Linked DNA regions of Capra hircus: region 1 is linked to region 2. Evidence: chromatin contacts called from public Hi-C data. All regions are on one chromosome and are shown on one strand. Each heading gives the region's core, a stretch centred on a gene start, on an enhancer-like site or on the middle of the called end of the contact. The rest is flanking DNA. Distances are from core to core; before and after follow the strand shown. Region 1 overlaps ARHGEF28 (rho guanine nucleotide exchange factor 28). Region 2 holds the start of ENC1 (ectoderm-neural cortex protein 1).

The links. Hi-C and Micro-C count contacts between places; a contact is called where the count stands out from the background.
Region 1: a contact with region 2 is called in a Hi-C map of liver, with 7 times the contacts expected there. The contact joins the enhancer-like site here to the promoter of ENC1 in region 2. A contact is called at or near these places in 2 of 5 Hi-C or Micro-C datasets (blood and liver).

What each region holds. Positions count from the first base shown.
Region 1 is chr20:7,748,485-7,752,520 of ARS1.2, reverse strand. It overlaps ARHGEF28 (rho guanine nucleotide exchange factor 28), which reads left to right. Exons shown (of 34, transcript XM_018065570.1): 32 at 962-1,444; 33 at 2,696-2,996. Among named protein-coding and RNA genes, the nearest start is that of TRNAR-UCG, 250 kb to the right of the region's middle. Within about 2 kb of position 1,305, at least 1 of the 5 cell types and tissues checked has an H3K27ac peak or open chromatin away from gene starts, as enhancers often do.
Region 2 is chr20:6,967,195-6,971,763 of ARS1.2, reverse strand. ENC1 (ectoderm-neural cortex protein 1) reads right to left here and starts at 2,361. Exons shown (of 3, transcript XM_005694551.3): 1 at 2,015-2,361.

The DNA.
Region 1 (4,036 bases), core at 56-2,555, 780 kb before region 2:
TAATAATTTCTTATAACAAGTCACAGGACACACACATACCCAGTCTGTGGCTATTTTCAATTTGTCCCTTCTCTGTTTCTTTGTGCTTTCAATGGGAACTTTTGAAAATAAAAGCTTCCAAGGGCATTCACATTTTTTTGTTTTGTTTTTATTATGTGGAATCCTTCCGAAAGTTGGTAGTTATTTCCTGTGATACTGCCAAACTTTTAATAGGTAGATACCATAACTCAAAGACAATTTAAAAAAAAAATTTGATTGGTAATTTCCTCTAGGTTTTAGAGTATCTATGTCCCCGTAATCATTCCAGCCTCCTTTTAGCATTCTGTAAAACAGATGAATTTCAGTTTAGTGTTTTGTGCATGACCTTCCTGCTATAATACAAAGAAACAACAGTAATGAGACAAGCTTTACCAATTATATATCTCCTAAATATGATATTAACTGCTATGATAAAAAAAGATACTTAGCAAAGCTTCCAAATGGTTGACTTTTATGTCTTCACGTATGTCATGTAGCTTAAGTAATTTCTGGTTGGAGACTCAAAAGGTACTTCCAGATTTATATAGATTCTTAAGTTCTCCTGAATTATTGACTGTCAAGACCTCAGAAAGATAATGTGCATAGCACAGAAAGGCAGTCTTGTGAATTTATGGACTGAATTCTTACTCAGAACACTTGCTTAAATATTATCCAACAGCATCAACAAACCACATTTCCAAAGGAGGGAGAGAATATTCCTTTTGGGCTTTATTTCTTTTGTGTATACATCTCAGACTGTACCAGTAAGGAAATGCAGACAAGCCTGTCTGAAATGCCAAGGCCAGTCTCGGGAGGTAACTTACAGCAAGGAGAGAAGTGTTCAGAGAGAATCATTTGGTCATACTTTCATGTGTAGAGGTGCTGCCAACTCACGGCGCGGACAATATGGACGCCTTTGCTTTCTTGCCCTCTGCTTTGACAGGCCGCCTTGACCATTCAGGATAGCCACATTGAGATCCACAGGCTGGTTCTCCAACAGCGGGACAGCCTGGCCCCGGGCCCCGCATTCCGAGGCAGCCCCTTTCAGGACCAGAAGTCCCGCAGCCTGGAGAAGCAGCAGGAGGAGCTGGCCGACACCCACAAGTTGCAGCTCCAGTTCCAGCAAGACCAGCACCGCTGGCTCCGTAGGTGCGACCAGCAGCAGCGCGAGCAGGAGGCCCGGGCCAGCCGGCTGCAGGAGCGCGAGAGGGAGTGCCGGGCGCAGGAGGAACTGCTGCTCAGGAGCCGCGGCGAGCTGGACCAGCAGCTCCAGGACTACCAGCAGAGCCTGGAGCGGCTGCGCGAGGGCCAGCGCCTGGTGGAGAGGGAGCGGGAGAGGATGCGGGCCCAGCAGAGCCTGCTGCACCACTGGAAGCACGGGCGGCAGAGCAGCCTTCCTGCCGCGTTTTCTCCAGGAACCCTGGAGGTATGGGGCTCCTGTGCTCGCAGAAGCAGAGAGTAAGACGGCTTCAGTCCTGGTGGTTTGGGAGGCTTTGAACGCACGTCTGTCTTTTTGCTGCTCGTGTAAGAGCTCGCAAGAGTTACTCAGTGTGTAGGGAGCAAGAGCTGGGAACTTCCAGAGACAATACCCATGCCTCTTGACATATGCACATTTGAAAAGTCTGGGTACTTCTGGATCATGGGTTCATGGTACTCATGATAGATGCCCTCAGTACCAAGGGAAGCAATACAGAATCGCATTGTCCCAGTGAGGCGAGTTTTGTCCTGGAGTCTGCCTGGGCATGAGTGTGTTTCATGTCTGAAGACAGATGTGCTCTGGTCTTCAGAGTTCTGTAGAGATTTACCTTTCAGTGGATCGTTAGCTAGGAATGTGCACAGGTACTGAATTTAACAAGCATACTACCTATTATTCCAAGCTTATTCTCTTTTTTGTAAATTTGACCTAAAGTGAAAGTCTCCTTGCAACCCCATGGACTGTAATCCTTGGAATTCTCCAGGCCAGAATACTGGAGAGGGTAGCCTTTCCCTTCTCCAGGGAATCTTCCCAACCCAGGGATTGAACCCAGGTCTCCTGCATTGCAGGTAGATTCTTTACCAGTTGAGCCACAAGGACCTAGTAAATTCAAAATCCATTTTTCAACAGTGGCAGTTAACGTGAGTAGTTTAATGTTTAGTCAGAATAAAACCTTTTGAAAAGTTCCCTTTCATTTTGCACCCTCTTGAGACACTCTTGACAATTTCATTTGTCCCCGGAGTTTACTTTTCTGTACTGTGTGCACATAGATACTTTTTAATGATAGTATATAAAGTTGTAGAAGTTGATCAGCTTATAAGAATGATCTGTGTTATATTTTATTTTCCTTTCTAGTTGGCTAAATTATATTTGTTGCAAATACCTTACATATACATGAATGTTTTCAACTTTTATTTAGCGAAAGTGAGAATGCTATTGCCTTAAAGTAGAAACACTTTTCATGACAGTGAACACTACTGCACAGGTGTTTTCATTTGATTTGTATTTCTTTTAAGATATGCTGTGTTTTGTTAATTGAAGTTTTTGGTACTGGCTTATTAAAAGAGGATGGGAGGAGGGAGTCAAGGGTAATATCCTCTACCATACTCATTAAAGTCTTGATTGGTAAATTCTATTAGGAATAAATACGTTATAAAACTGGTGCAAATTGCTAAAGAAATTATTGTGTTTTTTCTTGCACAGGTAATGGAACTTAATCAGTCTGAGACTTTATGTCATGAAAATTCATTCTTCTTCAATGAAGCTTTAGTGCAGATGTCAGTTAACCCTTTGAACAAACTGACGCCACCAGATATCCATCAGGATGCCGCTCACCCCCCAGGCGTATCTCATTCTGGTTCGGCAAGGACTAGTGAAAATCAAGTAGACCTCAAGACGGACGTTTCTCAACCCTCAGATATCAACCATGAACTGTGGATAGCGGCCGGGGCCTGTCATCAGATACCCCCTCTCCATCAAAGCAGCAAGGATTCTTGTAAAAATGGTAATTAATACTTTACATGTCATCTGTGTAGTTTCCACAAGAAGCTATTTCTCTGAATGGTCGGCTCTTCTTTAGAGCAGATCAACGTGGGCCCTAGAATGGGAATACATTGGTGCTGCTGAGCGGGAGTTTGCGGCATACGCTTTTCTTTGGGGAAGTCTGGCTTCCATCGCTTGTGAGAATCGAGACAAGCTAGAGCATGGGTGGAGGGCTTAGAGGATGTCACGGAAATGTGAGAAGCAGACAGGATTATCATATCTGTGGGTTAAATGATAACTTTCCCCTGAAAAGTGAAGCAACTTGATATTTATTCTTCACTGTAGATCTGACCACATCCTGATACATATCCTTGTTGACTCTCAGAAATAAAAGACATGGACAGGGTTTGTGGTAGGGCTTTATTGTCTCTTCTGGCAATTTCCTACAACTTTAGTAAAGTCTTCTGTACTGCTGTTAAACACCCCAAATGAAACCATTAACATCATCTGTCATTTAAAAAAAAAAAAAGGTGTTGTGTCTCCTTAAGTACCTCATAATAACACAATTTGCTAATCCCATTGAAACATTTGTCACATATAAATGAAAGGCAGCTCGAGTTACCAGCTCCATGTGAATCCAAATGATTTAAATCTATGTCTATTATAAATTGTTTTCCGTGGGATATGAGGTAGGGAATGAGAAGAACTTGAAACCTCTCTACCGAAAAACAGATGGCATGCAATAGAATAAACAAATGGCTGGCCACATGGATGGGAAATAAATCACCGACAGCAAAATGTTTCAGAAACGTGAAGCAAGCAGAGGTACAGGGACCTTCAGAATTGGATAGAGATTGGTTTCCATGCTTCGTAGATGTGCTTAGCTTGTCTGGAGAATAATTTGTCAGCAACAAAAAGGTTTGAATGTGTCCAGCTTCTTGGAATTAGGGAGTAATAATTCTGACACTGTCTGAAAGTAGGTCTGTTACTAACCCAAATTATGTTAATTCTTCGCAGTGGATAATTCTTTACATTATTCGGTCACTGCTGTAACATTTCTTG
Region 2 (4,569 bases), core at 1,112-3,611:
ACCCAGATGGAGAAGTGTGTCACAGTCAAAATCCAACAATCTTGCAGGAATATTTGATTAAAAGGTACACTTGAAGACCCAAGGGAGACAACTTGTCTTTTGGTTTAAAAGTATGCAAACATGAAAACATCAGCAGAAACCATGTACACAGACTCTAAACACACCTTCAACACAGAATGAATCATCCTTTTGGCATTTTTTAAGCCCCCAGAGAAATAATATTTGCATGCCAAGTAAGTGGCCAAAAAACGCACACATATACTTAACCTGCCTCTACAAAGGCGAAAAGGGCTGCTATTACCAGTGAACTTCAAAAGGAATTCTGGCTACAGTAACTTCAGTTCACTTAATGCTCTTTAACCAGGATCTCAGCCTCCAATACTTAGCAGCGCGTCACATTTCTTTAAGTTTTGAACCTGATCTCCAGGCCATCGAAGGAGAAACTGGGCAGATTTTCTCAGGCAATTTACATTATTGATAACAAAGGAACAACACTGTAAAGAGACTGTTAACAAGAAAAGCATTTTACCATAGAGTCCTCTATAGCGCTTGTAACGCTCTTTAACACATGCCCGTGTGGGCGACACCAGATATACGCCAAGTTCAGTGGTTCATCTCCACCCCGCCTACCGATTCCTATCCTTCGAAACTAACCATGTTAAGGCTAAACAACTTGAATGACAAAAAAACTAATTTTTTAGAAAGCAGTTTTCATTCATTCCCCACAGACATCTGGCCGCAGTGAACATGCCCTTACTAGGGGTGTCTGTGCGTGACTCCGGTGCCGCGTAGGGTGCAAGGGGAACAAACAATCCCGCGCGCTAGGCATAGCCCTTCCCGCGGAGGGGAGTGGGGCGGCGGGGCGCGGGGGGGTGTCGATCGTATCCTGGCTGAGCTCCTCTCTCCCCAGCGGCTCAGAGAAGGCCCCTCGGGCAGTGCCCGGCTCTGCTTGCCAGAGGAGCGCAGCGGCGGCCGGGGTCTCCGCCCGAGAACAGTGCCCCACCGCCACCTAGGTCGGAGCGCCAGGCTCCGCGGTGCGCGCGCGCACACACACACACACACACACGCAGACCCTGACACCCACGGCGCCCGCAACAGGTCCGCGGCGGTGGCGGAGACTTACAGCAGTGGCGGCCGGCCACAGTGCACAACCAGTTAGTTGGGTCTGGCCTCGGTAACCCGGCGGGGAGGCGACGGATCAGGCGTCTCAGCCCCAGGGAGCAACAGCGACTGCCCCGGCGAAAGGAGCGCGCATGGGGCTCCGGCTCGCTGGCTGGTCACCGCGGGCTGATCGCCGCGGTCTCACGATTGCCAGGTCACGGACTCTGTGCCTGCCACCCGCGGAGCAGCTCCCGGAGGGCGCTCGGGAGGGAAGAGGGAGCCAGCGGCCGCAGGCGCCGCGGAAGGAGGCGGGCTGAACGCTCGGGGGAGGGAGCTGGAAAGAGCTGTGCGCGCCGGCGGCCGCCTGGCGTCTCCACTCGGCCTCTGCAGCGCCTCAGCCGCGCCGCCTCCTCTCCGGCTGCCCGAGCAGTCTGCGCCCGGCAGCCCAGCGCCCGGCTATAAGCGGCGAGAAGGGGAGGGGAGGGGAGGGGAGAGGGCGCGTAGGCAAAAAGTGACACCAGGGGAGGGAGGGAGGAAGCGCGTGAAAGCGGCCGGCGGAGGAGGAGGAGGAGGAAGGGGAGGAGAGCGTGTCGGGGGAGTTAATCGAGAGAGGAAGCGGGGGAGGGGGCTGTGGCAAGTAGAGAGAGAGACAAAGAGGATGCGAAATCTCAGCCACGAGCAGCTGCAACCTTCGGGAATCGCGAGTAAAACAAGTTTTCCTGGGTCGCTGTGTCTTGAGCAGAGTCCGGTGCTGAGGGATCCTTCTGGGGTGGTTGGGGACAGCGCGGCCCCCCAGGTGTGTGCTCCGCGTTGCGGGAGCCGACGTGAGGCTCAGCAAAGAGAGACAAGAGGCGAGACGGGTGTTAGTGGTTCGCGCCCTGGGCGCACACAGCCTGCCCGCTGGGCGAGATACCTGGAAAGAGGACAGTGGCGAGGTATGGACACAATTTTGGACACTGTAGGCACTCCGCAGGTTGGGCAAAGCCGGGCTGTATGGCTTCTCTGTAGGGCAGGGGACCGGAAAGACTCGCGCCCCGGGCGCTTCCTGCCCCCACGTCCTCCCGCACCCTCCCCGCGGGTGCGGCACCCGCGGCCGGAATCTGCCCCACGCCGCCCTAGGCAGCAGCAGCCGGGCGCTGTCCGGCGGAGCGCGCACCACGTGCTTTGCAGCCAATCGCTGTGGCCGCTTGATTCAAAACCAACTGCTCCAAGGAGTGGCCACGCCGCCACCTCTCTGTAGTGATAAACGTTTAATCGCCCCCTCAGACCTGGCCCTTTCCTATCTTTTATCGCTAGGTTGTGTTGGGTAGGAGTTCAGCAGAGAAATGGTTCAGCTCATACACGTTTGAAGCGCCGCGTGCCACGAAAAGGAAAAGTGATTAGAAAATCTCGAACGGCAATCACTATTTATGAAACCCATTTTTGATCTTTGTACCAAGGGCTTGTCTTTCCACGGGGAGCTGAAATGCCTGGTTTTCTTTTTATATGAATGAACTGTAGAGATTACCAGTCCAGCCCCCCGCCCTCTTTTTTTGACGGATTGGGAATCTGAGGTCCAGGGAGATCTGAAGTGAATTGTCCAGCTCGAGGGCACACGGCTACTTGCAATGGCCTCGCCCTATAGCTAGAGTGGAGATCCCCATTTCCCAGCTTTCTTTTAAATATTAGAGGCAGAAATGGTTTAACAAGCAGAGGAAGCTCCCCCTGGCGCCCCCCGAATCCAGAGACTAGAAATCAAGGCCCTCTCGGTCCTTTAACCCCACTTTCCTTTAAGCACGGTCCCTCCAGGTATTCGTGCTGAGAAATTTCGCTCCTTGCAAACAAAGGAAGACAGTGCCCTCTGAAGTCCTTTGTTCGCATTAACTCGTCAGCTTCAGCACGAGCCTTTACAGGTCTGCTTCATATTTTAACTTATTATTCAGAGTCGCGGCTCCACACTGCTCCACAAAGCCAGAGAGGCCAGATCGCTTACCGGTCAGACCCACGTGCAGGGGGTCTACCAGCTGCAAGGTAAAGAGACCGGGTACGTTGCCAGCCCACCCCTGGTTCCTAAAGATGTGGATAAAAATCAGCAAAGACCAGAGAGAGAAGGGCCGCAGATATTGGAGATAGGTGCTGAAAAGCCGAGAGAGGTAAACGTGTTGTATTGCACAGATGTCTTTTAAAAACATGTTTTCTTAGCCTGTGGCAAGGTGTGGGGGAAGGTAATCAGTGCAGCCTCTGGAGGCACTTCCTCCTAGCGCTCTATCTTTCTGGACTTCGGGTCAAAAACAAGCAGGTTGGTTCTGAAGACCAAATGTTAATATCTGCCCTGGAAGGTGGGACTGGGTTGGGGGCGGGTGTTCTGTGTAAGAGATTATACACTTTTTCTCATTAAAGAGAAGTATTTCCTTCTTATTTCAGTTACTTACCAAATCTACAGGGACCTGTACCTAGATGACCCTGCCTAGGAATAACACATGTCCTCAGTTCATTTGGTTGGCTGGAGATTTTGCCACAGGAAGCCGCTGAGCTAAGAACAGGCCATCTGTTTCTATTGCGTCTTTACCACTCAGAAAATGCAGTGTCCTTAAACAGGGGGTGGGGGGACAGCAAAGTTTACATGTCTTTGCAAATAGCTTTGCTCAGCAGGCAGGACTGAGAAAAGAGAGAACTCCATCTGGCCATTCTGTCATCCACCTATGCTGTTTTCCTGTATCTTTTCTACCTAACATGGCCACCTTTCTACACTTGAAGAAGAGAAGGGGAAAAAAAGTTGTGGTCTGGAAAATCTTGAATGTATTCAGTGACTATATACATTCACATCATCTGCCTTAGGGAGATAAGCAGCATGGAGGAAGGGAAAAGAAATTACTTATTCTATGGGTTATAAAAACTGGAAGACAAATGACCTACAAACCTATACACTGGTTTGCTTGAGCCGATGCATGGGAAATTATCAGGCCTGTAGGCAGTTTCTAATGTTTACTTCACAGCTGAAAGTGATTTGGCAATTTAGGATCACAGCCATTCAAACTGTTATTCCTCCAGCGTCTCTCAGCCAGTCCTAAAGGTAGTTCTTATCACTTCACTTGCTAGGAGAAAAGATGAGCAAGTCTTGTATTTGTACAGGAAGAACTCTCTAGATAGACTTGTGATCAAACCAGATGATACAGTCTTCAGAGATATGAGTCATAAACATCTTGGGAAACTCTACAGACATCCCTGTTGTACAATGGCCACCACCTCCCTCAAGATGTTAGGCCAGTCCCCTGGGCCCCTGGGAGCTGGTCTTCGCCTCTGCCTTGTGACACCAAACCAAGGTCTCGTTTTTAATGCTATTAGGAAGCTGTGCCCAAGGCTTTGGCCTTGTTATCTCCCTTAACAATGTTATTTTGTTAGGCTGCAAAAGAAGCAGCATGGGGTTAAATGTATTAGCTGCCTTCAAACCTAATTTATCTTCATTCCATCCTAATTTACACTTGGGCT